Linked DNA regions of Mus musculus: all the other regions are linked to region 5. A link is a contact called in public Hi-C, HiChIP or PLAC-seq and promoter capture Hi-C data. All regions are on one chromosome and are shown on one strand. The core of a region is the stretch at or near the end of the contact, and the rest is flanking DNA. Distances in the headings are between cores, read along the strand shown.

Evidence for each region. Promoter capture Hi-C pulls out the DNA fragments that hold promoters and counts their contacts. Hi-C and Micro-C count contacts between places; a contact is called where the count stands out from the background. HiChIP or PLAC-seq counts read pairs in DNA pulled down with a chosen protein or histone mark.
Region 1: an H3K4me3 HiChIP or PLAC-seq map of bone marrow-derived macrophages shows a contact between it and region 5, with 5 times the contacts expected there. The contact joins the enhancer-like site here to the promoter of Aspm in region 5. A contact is called at or near these places in 3 of 39 promoter capture datasets (the C10 cell line, hippocampal neurons and pre-B cells), 1 of 484 Hi-C or Micro-C datasets (CD4 T cells) and 2 of 115 datasets of contacts at active chromatin or transcription factors (bone marrow-derived macrophages and large pre-B cells).
Region 2: a promoter capture Hi-C map of pre-B cells shows a contact between it and region 5, with 2.5 times the contacts expected there. The contact joins the enhancer-like site here to the promoter of Aspm in region 5. A contact is called at or near these places in 4 of 39 promoter capture datasets (the C10 cell line, hippocampal neurons, maxillary cranial neural crest and 1 more) and 2 of 115 datasets of contacts at active chromatin or transcription factors (large pre-B cells and pro-B cells).
Region 3: a Hi-C map of B cells shows a contact between it and region 5, with 7 read pairs. The contact joins the promoter of Ptprc here to the promoter of Aspm in region 5. A contact is called at or near these places in 2 of 39 promoter capture datasets (the HPC-7 cell line and pre-B cells), 1 of 484 Hi-C or Micro-C datasets (B cells) and 1 of 115 datasets of contacts at active chromatin or transcription factors (large pre-B cells).
Region 4: a contact with region 5 is called in a Hi-C map of uterus, with 4 times the contacts expected there. The contact joins the enhancer-like site here to the promoter of Aspm in region 5. A contact is called at or near these places in 8 of 39 promoter capture datasets (embryonic stem cells, frontonasal cranial neural crest, hippocampal neurons and 4 more), 3 of 484 Hi-C or Micro-C datasets (cerebral cortex, cortical neurons and uterus) and 3 of 115 datasets of contacts at active chromatin or transcription factors (the 230-238 cell line, large pre-B cells and stem cell-derived neural progenitor cells).

Annotation. Positions count from the first base shown.
Region 1 is chr1:138,079,520-138,082,219 of GRCm38.p6, reverse strand. Ptprc (protein tyrosine phosphatase, receptor type, C) reads left to right here. Exons shown (of 32, transcript NM_001111316.2): 23 at 1,226-1,383; 24 at 1,950-2,085. Among named protein-coding and RNA genes, the nearest start is that of Gm34353, 87 kb to the right of the region's middle. Within about 2 kb of position 1,424, at least 3 of the 459 cell types and tissues checked have an H3K27ac peak or open chromatin away from gene starts, as enhancers often do. A contact at or near this core is called in bone marrow-derived macrophages, where this site is marked.
Region 2 is chr1:138,123,022-138,125,721 of GRCm38.p6, reverse strand. All of the region lies in intron 2 of Ptprc (protein tyrosine phosphatase, receptor type, C), which reads left to right. Among named protein-coding and RNA genes, the nearest start is that of Ptprc, 51 kb to the left of the region's middle. Within about 2 kb of position 1,406, at least 23 of the 459 cell types and tissues checked have an H3K27ac peak or open chromatin away from gene starts, as enhancers often do. A contact at or near this core is called in pre-B cells and pro-B cells, where this site is marked.
Region 3 is chr1:138,173,806-138,176,505 of GRCm38.p6, reverse strand. It overlaps Ptprc (protein tyrosine phosphatase, receptor type, C), which reads left to right and starts at 1,380. Exons shown (of 32, transcript NM_001111316.2): 1 at 1,380-1,491. The coding sequence starts at 1,419.
Region 4 is chr1:140,538,870-140,541,569 of GRCm38.p6, reverse strand. The region is part of intron 21 of Kcnt2 (potassium channel, subfamily T, member 2); the gene reads right to left. Among named protein-coding and RNA genes, the nearest start is that of 4930590L20Rik, 120 kb to the left of the region's middle. Within about 2 kb of position 1,304, at least 1 of the 459 cell types and tissues checked has an H3K27ac peak or open chromatin away from gene starts, as enhancers often do. A contact at or near this core is called in uterus, where this site is marked.
Region 5 is chr1:139,453,428-139,456,127 of GRCm38.p6, reverse strand. Aspm (abnormal spindle microtubule assembly) reads right to left here and starts at 1,355. Exons shown (of 28, transcript NM_009791.4): 1 at 924-1,355. The coding sequence starts at 1,196.

The DNA of each region.
Region 1 (2,700 bases), core at 175-2,674, 1.4 Mb after region 5:
GGGGAAGAGCAAAGGAGGGAGGGAGGGAGGGAAATATTTTGTTCAGCAAAGGAAGAGGTCAACATGGTAAGACTTGAAATAGAGGTCATCTCTTATTATGCAATTCAATTTTCTGGAAAATTCTAGATATGAATACATGAATACAGAACATATGAATACAGAACATACATCAGGAGTTGCCTTAGGCTCAGAGTGTCAGAATATGGAGTGAGATGAGCTCAGACTTTCACTTTGTAGTGCCAAAATGTTTTTCCATTACATAGTGATGAGGTACCATTCTGGAGTTTTTGATTCACCATGTATACCCTAGTAATGCAATTGAAATTTCCACACTTTATCTGAGTTAAACATTTCTTTGAATCCTACTTTTGGAGGCTCGGTAACCTGAACTTTATTAATACACGTTTTCCCCGGGAAAACAAATCAAAACAAAACAAAACGCCATATTTGCTGGGTATTTCTCCTAAAGCCCTCTTTGCTCTGATGGCATCCCCCCCTGCTCTGCTTTTGGGGATGAACAATCCTGTCTAAAGCCAATAGAAAAATGCATGCTGGGCAAGGGATGCTATTGCATGTATATGGGAACTGTACAGAAGCCAATGCTTATCTACTCACTGTGATTATTCTGAGCTATCTGTTCTAATGAATTTATGTGTTGTCTATTGGAAAGCTAAAAAGAAAATATTATCTTATTAGTTATATTTTGAAAGGCGGTAATTCTCTGGGTGAGAATCTATAGAGCAGAACACAAACTAAATAATTAATTATACTTCTCCATGTGGGAAATAGTCCTGCTTGCTGGGAAACCAAGTAGATAAATTCTAAAGAGCTATGTGGATGGAATTTACTCAGTATACAAAACTCCGTCTATTATGGCTCTCCGTGTCTTAGGGTTTTTTTTATTTTTGTTTTGTTTTTTGTTTTTTAAACTTTGACTTCATAGCACAGAAGGTCCAAGGAGTTTCTACTTTATTAACTCTTTCTTTATCCGCTCATTACTGGTTTACTGGTCAGTGCATGTGATTCTTAGTCTGACTTCTCATGAACTGTTAGTAGTGGGATAGGAAATTCAGTTCTGGAAAAGCAAGGTAGAGAGGGTCTGAGGCAAGGGTTTGGAGATACTTACAGAAGGAACCTATTGTACAGGTCTTCTGTTTTATATATCTGCCTCACTGAGTTTGTTTTGAAAGAAACTTTCTCAAAGAATGCCTTCTCTCTTGAGTAGAAAAAAGAAAAAGCAACTGGAAGAGAAGTGACTCATATCCAATTCACCAGCTGGCCAGACCATGGGGTTCCTGAAGACCCTCACCTGCTCCTCAAACTTCGACGGAGAGTTAATGCTTTTAGCAACTTCTTCAGTGGTCCCATTGTGGTGCACTGCAGGTAAAGACTCTGTAGGGCAAGTAGGCCTGTCAGTGTGTCCAACCCTTTGGTTGGGCAGTTAGGGAGATCTTTATTAGCTAGTGCTATTTTGTAAACAATCTGCTAAGATGAACTTATATTTATTTCTCAAATAGTTGTCTTATGAATTGACATTTTATAATTCCATACATTTCTGGGGGCATAAACTGACATGTTTTGTCAATTAAATAGCAAGCTCCTGAAAGTAAAAATGGAATTTTTAAGATAAAATTGTACTATTGCTTCTTCTTGATGGTTGTTTCACTTCTCCCTTGTGAACATGACTCACACATTTTTTCTGTTATTTTTTTTAAATGCATGTGTGTGTGTGTGTGTGTGTGTGTGTGTGTGTTATCTGTGCCTTTGTGGTAGCGGTGGTTTTAGGATGGAGGAGAGCTTTATTGAGCATTATGAATTCAGTTCTTTCCTTCCACCTTTAAGTGGAATTCAGGGATCAAGTTCATGTCAACAGTCTTGCCATTCAGGTTCCTTCACCCACTGAGACATCTGGTATACCTCACACCTTACTTTTCTGTTTGTTCCCTTAGTGCTGGTGTTGGGCGTACAGGTACCTACATTGGAATTGATGCCATGCTGGAAGGCCTGGAAGCAGAGGGCAAAGTGGATGTCTATGGTTATGTTGTCAAGCTAAGGCGACAGAGGTGTCTGATGGTGCAAGTGGAGGTACAGTCTTAGTTTATGTGAATAGGATACCTGTCGTTTGGGTATTTCAATCTTCTGGGGCAGTAGTGAGGAGCTTAAAAGAAATGCGTATTATTTACAGATTCAAATAGTGAAAGAAGATGATGTTTTAATTTTTGTAAGCTAAAATGAGCTAATTTTCATCAGAAGCTCCTTGTACTTGTAGAAGTATATAAGTGGAAGCAAGGTGAACTTAATATAGTTTCTAAACAATTAAGTCATTTGCATGATTGAGCCCGAAGAGAAAGAACATAGCATTGGCAACTTTTCATAACACTGAGCAGACAGGATAAAATAAAAGATGGGAGTATCTTTTCTTTATCTTTCCAGACATGGTCAGTCCCTGTCAGCAGTCCATATGGTCTTAAATTTGCAGCAGAAATCCTGCCCTAGCCTCTAAAGTGCTAGACTAACACCACACCTGCAAGAACCTGGCTCTTTGGATTAGAGCTCAGAAGTTCAAATAAAGGCCCCAAATTACTCATTTTATGCATTTTTGGATTTCTTTTAATCTTTCAATGCTCCAGATAAACCACCCATAAAATGTAATTAGTGCTGAGATAAAGTCAGTATTTGTCTCATATAACAACAACAACA
Region 2 (2,700 bases), core at 157-2,656, 1.3 Mb after region 5:
TTATGCTTGGAGATCTAATATTAAGATATGCTGCATTAATAGTTTACAAAGTTTCCTACTGTAATTCAATTAATTTTTTTCTAAAAGCTTTTGAGAAAATCAATGTAAATAGTGCTCATGCTGCCAGTGTGTTAAAAATTCTTTAATGACCAAATATAGATGTTAAAATTCTCTAAAGCCTAAACACACAGAGGAAGTGACCTGCAGGTGGGTAAAGGGAAGTTAGATCCCTTGCATGTTTCTGTTGCTGTAAATGCTTGTTTCCTGGTTAATCATGTGACTGACAGTATGTCTTAAGAAGGTAAGTGAGACCGTAAAACATGAGTGTTTTAATAACTTAAATGCACATTTCAAGGGGAGCAAATCTGAAATGCTAAAAGTTGATTATCCTAGGAATTATTTGTCATTAAATGCAACACTATGCAGATACTTACAAATCCCACTCCTGAGCCTTTAAAAAAAACCACATTCTTTTATTTTTTCAATGTCTAATATTGGAATTGTATAGTTTTAGTGTGTGGCAGAGACATTTGATAAAACACTTGCTGCAGAGCAGGTTGTGATTGGTTTATGCCAATTTCTTAAGTGAAATTTGACATTTTCCTTTACAAAATATTAAGCTACTCTCAGCTCACGTAGACGAGACATTGTTGCAGGAGAGGAAGGTGATGGGATGGAATGATAGCTTATTCTCTTACCTTGTTGAAAGTTAAGTTAGAATTGTGGCCTATAATACAAAGAGGAGCAGTGTCCCCAAATATCACCAATAGAAGATAATCAGTGAAAAACTCAGAATGTTCAAAATGAGGATTCAGGGACACTAGAGAATTGGCAAATTTGCAGTCATAGATTTTACTGCTGAGACTTGAACTTAAGTGTCTGCGAAGATATTAACACGAGAGACTTCTCTGAAGACATCTTCATACACCAAGGACTGAATTTGCTTTGCTGGAAAATGTCTTGAGGAACCACACTCTTCAAAGCAGCTTGGGTTTTTAACATTGAGGGTTTAAAATCCAAAAGCCTTTTGTAGTTGGTTTACTCCAAGGGAGTGTCAGTGTGTTTGATGGACAACTTGCTGCAATATTCTCTCAGGCCAGGAGACCATTGCAACCTTTCCAATTAGTTGATCTAACCAAAAAATAAATTGTCATCTGTAAAAGGGCGCTGAGTTAACACTATGTGCACCAGATTTAAAAATCCCTCCTTCCACCTCTCTTCTCTCCCTCTCTGCTTTTCTGTTTCCCACTTCCTCCTTCCTTTTTAAAAAATTTGGTCTTCCTTTTAATTCAATGCATAGTGGGTGAGGGACAATTAGGTTAGAAGAGTGGTCCTGAATATGAGAGGTATGTCTTACCTCTAGTTCAATTTGCAAAGGTTGTTTTAGTCTTTATTTGTTAAAGTGCAACTAGTTTTGAGGAAGTGAATCTTCAAAAACTGCGTATTTTAATACTCAAAGACGTTAATACACATTAAGCAAGGGACAATTAAAAATAACATCCCTAATAATCCGAGAGAGAGAACATGATGATTTTAAAAACTAAATTTAGGGGACTTTGGAGATGGCTCAGTGGATAAGAGAACAGGTGTCCTGAGTCCATTCCAGAGGTGAGTTCAGTTCCCAGAAACCATATGGTGGCTTACAACCATCTGTAATGGGATTTGGTGCCCTCTTCTGGCGATCAAGTTACATGCAGATAGATTTTATATATATGTGTATATATATATATATATATATATATATATATATATATATATATATATATGTAATTAAACAAAACTAAATTATAGATTATATATATTTATATATGTAATTAAACAAAACTAAATTTGATTTATTTCTCTTTTCACAAAAATAAAAACATTTTAAATAAAGGAAAACAGAGAAGTGTTTGATTTACCCCATGTGCAAACTCCTTGCAGACAGCTTACATATCCACACCCACTGAACAGTATTATCTTTCACTCCCTTCTGACACATCTGCCCTTTAGAACAGTAAGTTAGAACAAGTTTATTTCAGCATCACATGTCTCTGATTAAAAGGCAAACACATTTTCATAGTTTTATAAGAGCAGATCACTTGCACTTCAGTTTGTGAGTTTTGTTTTCAGGTTTTGCTTATAGAACTCTCCCTTGGCTTCATTTGATTGATTGGCTTATCTTTTGAATCTACACATGCAGGACAATTTGTTTCTAGACAGGGGCTCCTGATTTAGTTCAAGCTGCCTAGAACTTGCAGTCAGCTCTTGAGTGATGGAGCTACAGACATGACCCATAGACCGGATTCACCCAGAGTTTTTCCTTTCCTTTCCTTTCCTTTCCTTTCCTTTCCTTTCCTTTCCTTTCCTTTCCTTTCCTTTCCTTTCCTTCCCTTCCCTTCCCTTCCCTTCCCTTCCCTTCCCTTCCCTTCCCTTCCCTTTCCTTTCCTTTCCTTTCCTATTCTCTTTTCTTTTCTTTTCTTTTCTTTTCTTTTCTTTTCTTTTCTTTTCTTTTCTTTTCCTTTCTTTGCTTTATTCCACGTGGAATCCAAAGTCTCCTAATGATTAATTTCTGGCGTTATCCTTCTCCACCATTGCTTACAATCTGTAAGTCTTTTCAAGTTTCCTTTAGACATTTTTACAAATTAGGTTTCATTCTTCTGAATCCAGTTGCTTTGGGTAGCTCCCCAACGATTAGATTGGAAGAGAGCTAAGAGGAAC
Region 3 (2,700 bases), core at 131-2,630, 1.3 Mb after region 5:
GACTGCTGAATATAAGAATTAGACTTTCGCATGGTGAGCTCCCTAACTAGTTATGTGATACCAGGTAGTCAACCCTATGTACACACAGACAAACACAGACACATACACACACACCTACACATCTACACATCTACACACACACACACACACACACATACACCACTAAACAAACTCAGTAGGTTATACCTTCAGGTGTGTGTGTGTGTGTGTGTGTGTGTGTGAGTGTGTGTATACATGTGTAGGGGTGTGTGTGTATGAGTGTATGTGTGTGTAGGGATGCGTTTATTTGTAGGTGTGTGTGTAGCAATAAAAGTTAAAGAATAAATGGTATGAATTAGGGATGAATCTGTGTATTTGGACATAGGAGGGTTCTGGGGAAAAGAGAGAGTGGGGGGAAATAATGCAAATTCAATATACATGTGAAATTGATCAGGGATGTGTGTGGTGGGGTGGGGAAATACTATGATCAAAAGAAACAAGTTAACTTTGTAAAAGACAAGGCTTGGTTTTCATTGCTCTTCTTTCATTGGTAAATAGCACAGAGCAACCCCAAATGTAGGGGCACTCCTGTCTTGAAGCAGAATTCACTGATGCACAGAGGAGAGTCTCACTCCACCACTCAAGGAGATACCTGCATAAAACTCAATGAAACCACCACCAGCAGCCCTGAAAAACAAATTGGGAGGCTCTTTAAAGCCAGTGAAGGTAGTTTTGCATAGGAAAGCCACATCACCGAGGAAATAGGCATACCATTTGAGTCTGAGCTCCTTATGGTAAATAACAGGAGTTGGCAGACATAAGCAGAAAGACAGTTGGTTTGGGTCACTTGGTCGTCTTCAACGAACTTCAGAGCCTCGTACCAGCTTAGTCACTGTGTTATCTTGCCAACCCCTATGTTGTTATACTCATGTGGAAGCTTGTCATATCTTGGGTAAGAAAATTATTGATGACTTGGGAGGGATGTATTGTTTTTGAATAAAGCTTCCTTAAAAAGATATTAAAAAGGAGCAATATTTATATAGTTTAAAACTGTTTTCCTTTAGAGGAAAATTGAGACGAACCGCTAACAGCATAATTACTTGAATTAAGGAAGTAAGAAGCCATTGCACTGACTTTGAACGACCTTTTTTTTTTTTTTTTTAACTTCCTGCAAAGAGGACCCTTTACAGTATTTTTGGAGAAGTTAGTAAAACCGAATCTGACATCACCATTTAGCAGTGCATGTAGCTAGCAAGTGGTTTGTTCTTAGGGTAAGAGAGTAGGAAACTTGCTCCCCATCTGATAAGACAGAGTGCAAAGTATGCGTTCTTTTCTTTTAGTTTTGACTTAGCTTTACAGAGACAAACTTCAAGAGAGATAACCATTATTTTGCCTTTCAGGGAGACCCTATTTCTTAGGGGCACAGCTGATCTCCAGATATGACCATGGGTTTGTGGCTCAAACTTCTGGCCTTTGGATTTGCCCTTCTGGACACAGAAGTCTTTGTCACAGGTAAGCACACCCATATTCATTTTTACTTCCTTGTATTTTGTTGATTTTGTGGCAAAGGCTAGGTTGAAATGGCTATTTTTAAAAGTTGCGTGTGATGGATATTGAAAGTAAGAAGATTCGTTACTCCATGTTCAAGTTTGCCGTTGTTCAGAGAAACAAGGCCTAGTGGAGGGCAGCATACACTGCTTCTGTTCAAAATACATAAATGTTTCGGGGAAAGATCACACTTTAATAGGAAAGTTGACTCTCTTTGTCTCTCTTTATTTGGAAACTGTTCAGGAATGTAGCTAAAGCAATTGATCCAACCTGCATCTGCTATGGTTAGAGGAATTGTTAATTAAGTCAGCTTTTAATGCTTTTGATCAAAATATGAAAGGTTTAAAATCACGAGACAGCTTTGCTTGTGTGTAAGCCAGTCTCTTCAGACAAAGGGTTGTTTCCTCAAATGTTAATGATTATTAAAATAGGGTTTTGAATGCTCAGCTACAGAAAGGCTGAAGAGCACATTAGGTGCTTTAAAAACTCTCCGTGTTGTCTTACCATCGAATGTGTTTTGAATTAATCATTTTAGTTCTGAGATAATGCTTCCTATGAATTCTGCTGTGGAAATTCTGGTAGAGCCACCGCCCTTCCTGGGTGATGGGTACAGAGTACAGCCTTGAAAAGGTAGACGTGTGTTACAGTTCATAAAATTCCTACAAATGCTGTGTCCTTCAGGACAGGGTGACCAGGCAGGCACTGCTTACTGAAGGTTCAGTCCTTCTTACATATCTGGTCTGGTCAATAATTATTTCTGGAGTAGTTTCTCTTTGAGACATGAGTTGATTATCAAGTTACAGCTAGATGGCATTTCTCCTTGTAGTGTTTAATCTAAGATACTTTTAAATGGGGAAAATAGTTAATTGTATCAGAATTCAATTTTATTTTTTTCCTGATGTTCACTCCTCTCGTTTCCAAAGAAATCCCTGGTACTAAGCCGGCTAACGTCTGCTCTGTGTTGTCTGAGGGCCTGGAAAAGAAATGCAGCCTCAGATACTTGTTTGTTGATGTTATCACAATAAGTTTGTTTTGCTTTTTAATTGGAAAGATGGATTTTTTTTTCAAAAGAAAATCCAGTTAGGTAAGTTGCGAATTTGCTTGGATGAGGTTTATCTGGCATAAGATGATTTTAAACAATGCAGGGCACCACAGAATCTTGTCACAATGCAC
Region 4 (2,700 bases), core at 55-2,554, 1.1 Mb before region 5:
TTGGGAGGCAGAGGCCAGCGGATTTCTGAGTTCTTAGTTCAAGGCCAGCCTGGTCTACAAAGTGAGTTCCAGGACAGCCAGGGTTACACAGAGAAACCCTGTCTCAAAAAAACCAACCAAACAAAAACCATAACAAAAAAAAAAAAAAAAAAAAAAAAGGCACTTATCACGAAGGCCTAAGTAAATCACAAAAGACTGTGGCCCAGGGGCAGAGGTGGGATAAATCTTAAAGATGGTACATGTAAGAAGAGTAAGCTAATTAAAGCTCCTGAAGCATTCTTACAAGTACTTATTTTTCAAACTTCTTTTTAAAAGCATTTGCTCTTGCTGACTGTATTTTAAGTTCTGCTTATAAAACACTTTGTAAATGTTTTCTGTAGACAGGTTATCAGAGTGTAACTCCTAAACCTTAGAGAACCTGAATTCTCTTGATCTGTTCTAGTTCTCTCAGATGCTAGGACATGAGCTACAAGACAAAAAAAAGTGAAACTAAAAAGAATCCCAGGTGTGCTTGGTGGAATAGCCAACTTCCTCTTACAAATTTTGCTTGCATTTGGTCATAAGGGGTTTTGGGGGGAAATACAAACTTCTTGACATCTATCACCTATTTTCTGAACTATTTCATCCCAACAAAGGAGGGAAATTAAGACCACAGACCAAACGGTTAACAAGAAATGACTATGTCTTCCTATATGTATATGTATATGTATATGTATATGCATATGCATATGTATATGTACACACATATATACATACATATGTGTCTATATATTGTATTAATTTAAATAATTATATGACTTAATATATAATTAATATATTATTAATTAATTGTACTATTATTAAGTAGATAGATAGATAGATAGATAGATAGATAGATAGATAGATACAAGGGGGAAATTTGTAGAATCAAATGAAGTCATTCCTAGTGTGGTGGGGCATGTTTATAATCCCATGATGTGTGGTTATATGTGGTTATATGTGCCTTGTGTCGTTGATGCAATACAATCATAAGACTGAGGACTGCATGGCTTCACAATGACTATTTGTTTCACAGCCATCAACAGAAATGGATTGCCATGTGATGTAGCAAAGATTCTTTTTTTTTTTAACTTTATCTGCATTTATTTTATGCTGAATTTATTCCCAGGCCATGAGTTTTTGTTTCTTCAGTTTCTTCTGGGATATCTTTTTCTTCTGTGCAGTCTCCTCTTCTGGCTTTGGAACAATCTATGCCTGACTTAATGCTGAGGGCAATGCCTGTGGAGTGACAAATGGCTTTAGAACCTATGGAATGAGGCCAACAAGTAACCACACCCACATTGGTGAGCCTTGTCATGGCACAACCCCAAGGACTATGTGACTTGGAGTTCTGATCTGCTTTCTGCCCTCACATCCCTATTAATCTAAGAAAGATATGAAAACTTTAAGGGGGTTTCCATTCCCTTATGGGCAGTAACTCTCGCACTCACAATAATATAGCTTGATCTCTTTCAGGCGTTGCTGCTAGGGTACAATCCTAGAGAAGAACTTAGATGTGTAGATTGTCAAGCAATGACCATCAGCCTTAGAAAACATTTAGATAAAGAAAATTCTTAGTAAAGCTAGTTATAGGTGTTTTTACTACTGGCTCTAGCAAAAAAAAAAAAAATCTTAGGAAACAAATTGATGTTCTGAAAGTCACACTGTTATTAGTTAAGCTAGGGAACTTTATGGTCAGGGAACAAGAACAATGGTAGCACTGGCTAACATGATTCACTGAGGCCGGGCTGTCGGTGATTAGTTTCTTATATCCAGTTTTTGCCCTCAGCTTCCCGATATGATTTAATGAGAATTGCTGATGAGTAGATAATCATTCTAAGGATTTTACAGTAGGTATTACTGATTTTTATATAAAAGTTTATATTTGTGATTCCTTTAAGATTCTTACAGGATTAATTTTAAAGATAAATAATAAAATAATTACTCCTTGCTGTCTACTAGTAAGAGAAACTGGCTGAGTTATTTGCTTATAGTTTATTAATCTATAACAAATTGCTTAGTTACAAATGTACATGGATTTTTTTTTATAAATTGTTTTCTCTACCTGTACTACGTATAATGTTATTTCTTATAAAGATATTGGGAAACACATTTTTAAATAATCATTGAGTAAAAGAAATCAAAAATGCAATCACACTGTAATTTTACATTGATTGGAAGATTTTTATGGAATATATAAGCTATGGGAGAAAAAACAAAGTGTGCTATCCATCAACTCTGTGTATATATGCATGTTTATACATCCTGACTGTATGTATATTGAAGCTTGAGCCATCCACAATTGCATGTGTGTGTGTGCGTGTACACACACATATACATACACACATGTGTATATATGTGTATGTAATGCTTGAAGCCTGCTTGCTGGAGATTTTCTCTAACCATTCTATCTGTAAATGTGTATATGTCTGTATATAAGTATATATGCATGTGTGTATGAAAGTATGTATGCATGTATGTATGTACATATGTATGCATGCATGTATACATATGTTTATATGTATAATGTTATTGGACTCTGTCTTTTGCTTCATATACTCACTGTGTGTGTGTGTGTGTGTGTGTGTGTGTGTGTGTGTGTGTGTGTGTGTGTGAAGTTTCTCTTTCTTTCTCTTTCTCGATGGCCCCAAAGAGTTAAAAGAGTTCATGGTTTTACTGATG
Region 5 (2,700 bases), core at 106-2,605:
GACGATCCTTACTAGTTAGTAGGCGGTGTGTGCAGGCTCCCTCAGCTAACTGTTTCCACAGCTTTAGAGATTCTACTCATTGAAAAGTAATCCAGTCAGAATGAAACACCTCTTAAGACTACAAGAATAGCAAAAGGAAAAAAAAAAAAAAAGAGTAAAATACAAAGGTTGCCTACACATCACATGTAAGGGTTTGGACTGGATATTTAAACAAAATAGTTTTTTTTTTCATTATCACAATAGAAATGTAGTTCCACTGAGTCCAAACATAAGAAAAACAAATGCATATTAAAATGGCTGAAAAGAAGCAATTAGAAAAGTTTCATCAATGTACTCCTCCTGTCTCAAAACAGGGAAATGTTAAAGTATATCATCTTTAGATACTCAAACATATTTTGCAACGCCTGCCAAACGTCTATTTAAAACGCTTATCTGTTTAACAGAAACTCTCTGAAATGCTTCTAGGGATGGCAGGTGCACGCGCTTTTAATCATCATTCCAAGCGAGTTACTGCCCACTTTTTCCAAACTGCAAGACACCAAAGCCCGTCAACTGAGTTGACGTGGTGCTGGGGTCTTCCTCTCTAGTAGTCCCACTTCTGCAGAGGGTGTTCCCGGGGTCAAGAAGGAGAGTAGATTTGGTGTTGGGTCTAGCTCTTTTCCAGCCTCGCCTAGGCAGAGGGAGCCCCACCCACTTTCCCATCCCTGGTCAAGTCCCGGAGCTGACAAGGTCTTGGGGTCCTGTTGTATCCCTGCCCTACCCTGCAAGGAGAGCGTCCCAAGATCAAAACAGTACACCGACTTGGTCTCGGAGTCCCATTATCTCCTAGCCCCACCGTGAAGACTAGGAGCTGATTCAGATCTTCTCAGAGTTTCTTACTATATCCCAAGGTGACGCCACGGGGACGTGCCCCTCGCACCCACCTTCAGCTCGCAGCGGTTCGGCGCCACGCTGAAGCCCTGGCCTGCGGCGCGCAGCAGCGACAGCTCCACCTGCAGAGGTTCCTCGTGCGGGTTGTGCAGGACCAGAGACCGCGTCCGCGACGTGCCCACGCGGACATCCCCGAAGCAGAGGAAGGGAACGCCGCAGAAGTGGCTGAGCAACAGCACCGGCGGAGACGGGTCCCCGGCCTCAGGATCTGGTCGCGCCCGCCGCCCCCTCTCCTCTGGGCAGGAGGCTGCCTGCATCGTCGCCATGGCAGCCACCCGTACCGGGCAGTCAGGTACCCGCTGTCCGGCTCCCGCCGGCTTCCCGGAAGCCAACGACCAGGACAAGGACAAAGATCAAAAAGCCAAAAAGATCCCCTAAACTCCCGGGAAAGTAGCCCAGCCGCTTTTGCTCGGTTCAAATATCGCGCCTCCACCAATGGGAGCTCCCGGAACCTCCTCGCTACAGCACCAACCAGCGAGGAGAAACCCGCCCACATCACTAAAAAGAGCCAATGAGCGAACGAAAGCGCCTGGCCAATGAGGAAGCGGCGCCTTGTTTAAACGATGGTGGGGTTGTCAGGGTTACCTGGGGCAAAAACAAAACAGGGCAGCAAATTTCCCCGACTCTACGAGCCGGTCAATTAGAACGGAAATTAGCCTTGGTGTTTTAAACACTTTGCGGGGAAGAAAAGGGTATCATAACTGTCCAACCCACGGCTGCATGCGGTCCTGAATAGCTGAGTGCAACTTGTGAACAAGTTCCTGGAAAGAAGTGGCATCTTCAACTGGTTCCTAGGCAAGGCTGCGTGATATGAACATCAGTGATGGTGGAGGGGTTAGAATGCTGGCGGCCAAGCACTATAAACAATTACTGGGGAACACAACTAGCTAGTCTTAATAGCCATGTCGTGCTATCCTTCTTAAGTTACCTAATGTCTTTGTGACCATTGTGTAAAATAGTTGTATGGAGAAATACAGCACTGGTTTCCAACCAACCAAAAATGAGTACTGCCAGCATCTGAGGCTATACCAGGGTTCCCTATTGCCTTAGCACACGTCTAATGTTTCTCCTATGTATTTGAAAAGTGCCTCTAATTGGCTTTGTTTTGTTTTGTTTTGTTTTTCCCGAGACAGGGTTTCTCTGTATAGCGCTGACTGTCCTGGAACTCACTCTGTAGACCAGGCTGTCCTGGAACTCAGAAATCCGCCTGCCTCTGCCTCCCAAGTGCTGGGATTAAAGGCGTGCACTACCACGTCCGGTTGCCTCTAAGTATTGTAAAAACAACAACAAAACAAAAACAAGACCATCATTGACTTGTTACGACCTTGGAACATCGAACTTGGAATAAATTATATCTGTGTCCATTGGCCATGGTCTTTCATATGTGACCTCTGAATAAACACTCTCTTAAACGGGACCAGGCTGAGTTTTCATTTTGTGCCTACAAACAATGCTGTACAGTTAATGTGATTTCTTTTTAGTAACTTGTGTGGTTTACCAACATTGTGTCACTATGTCAGAAAGTTCCACAGTGATTGTCACACATTACCAGTTAGCCAAGAAATATTTATATAAACCAAGTCTTCCTATCTGACATGTCTGTTCAGAACTAACCACCTTTATACGTTTCCTTGGCTGACCAGAGATGTAATGAGCTGGTAGCATGTTGTTGGGCTGTTTTGTGTTTTTTAGACATGATCTCTCTTTGTGATTATAACCAATAGTGATGGCACATTGAAGACTGGAACAGAAATGGAGCTTGTTAGGTTG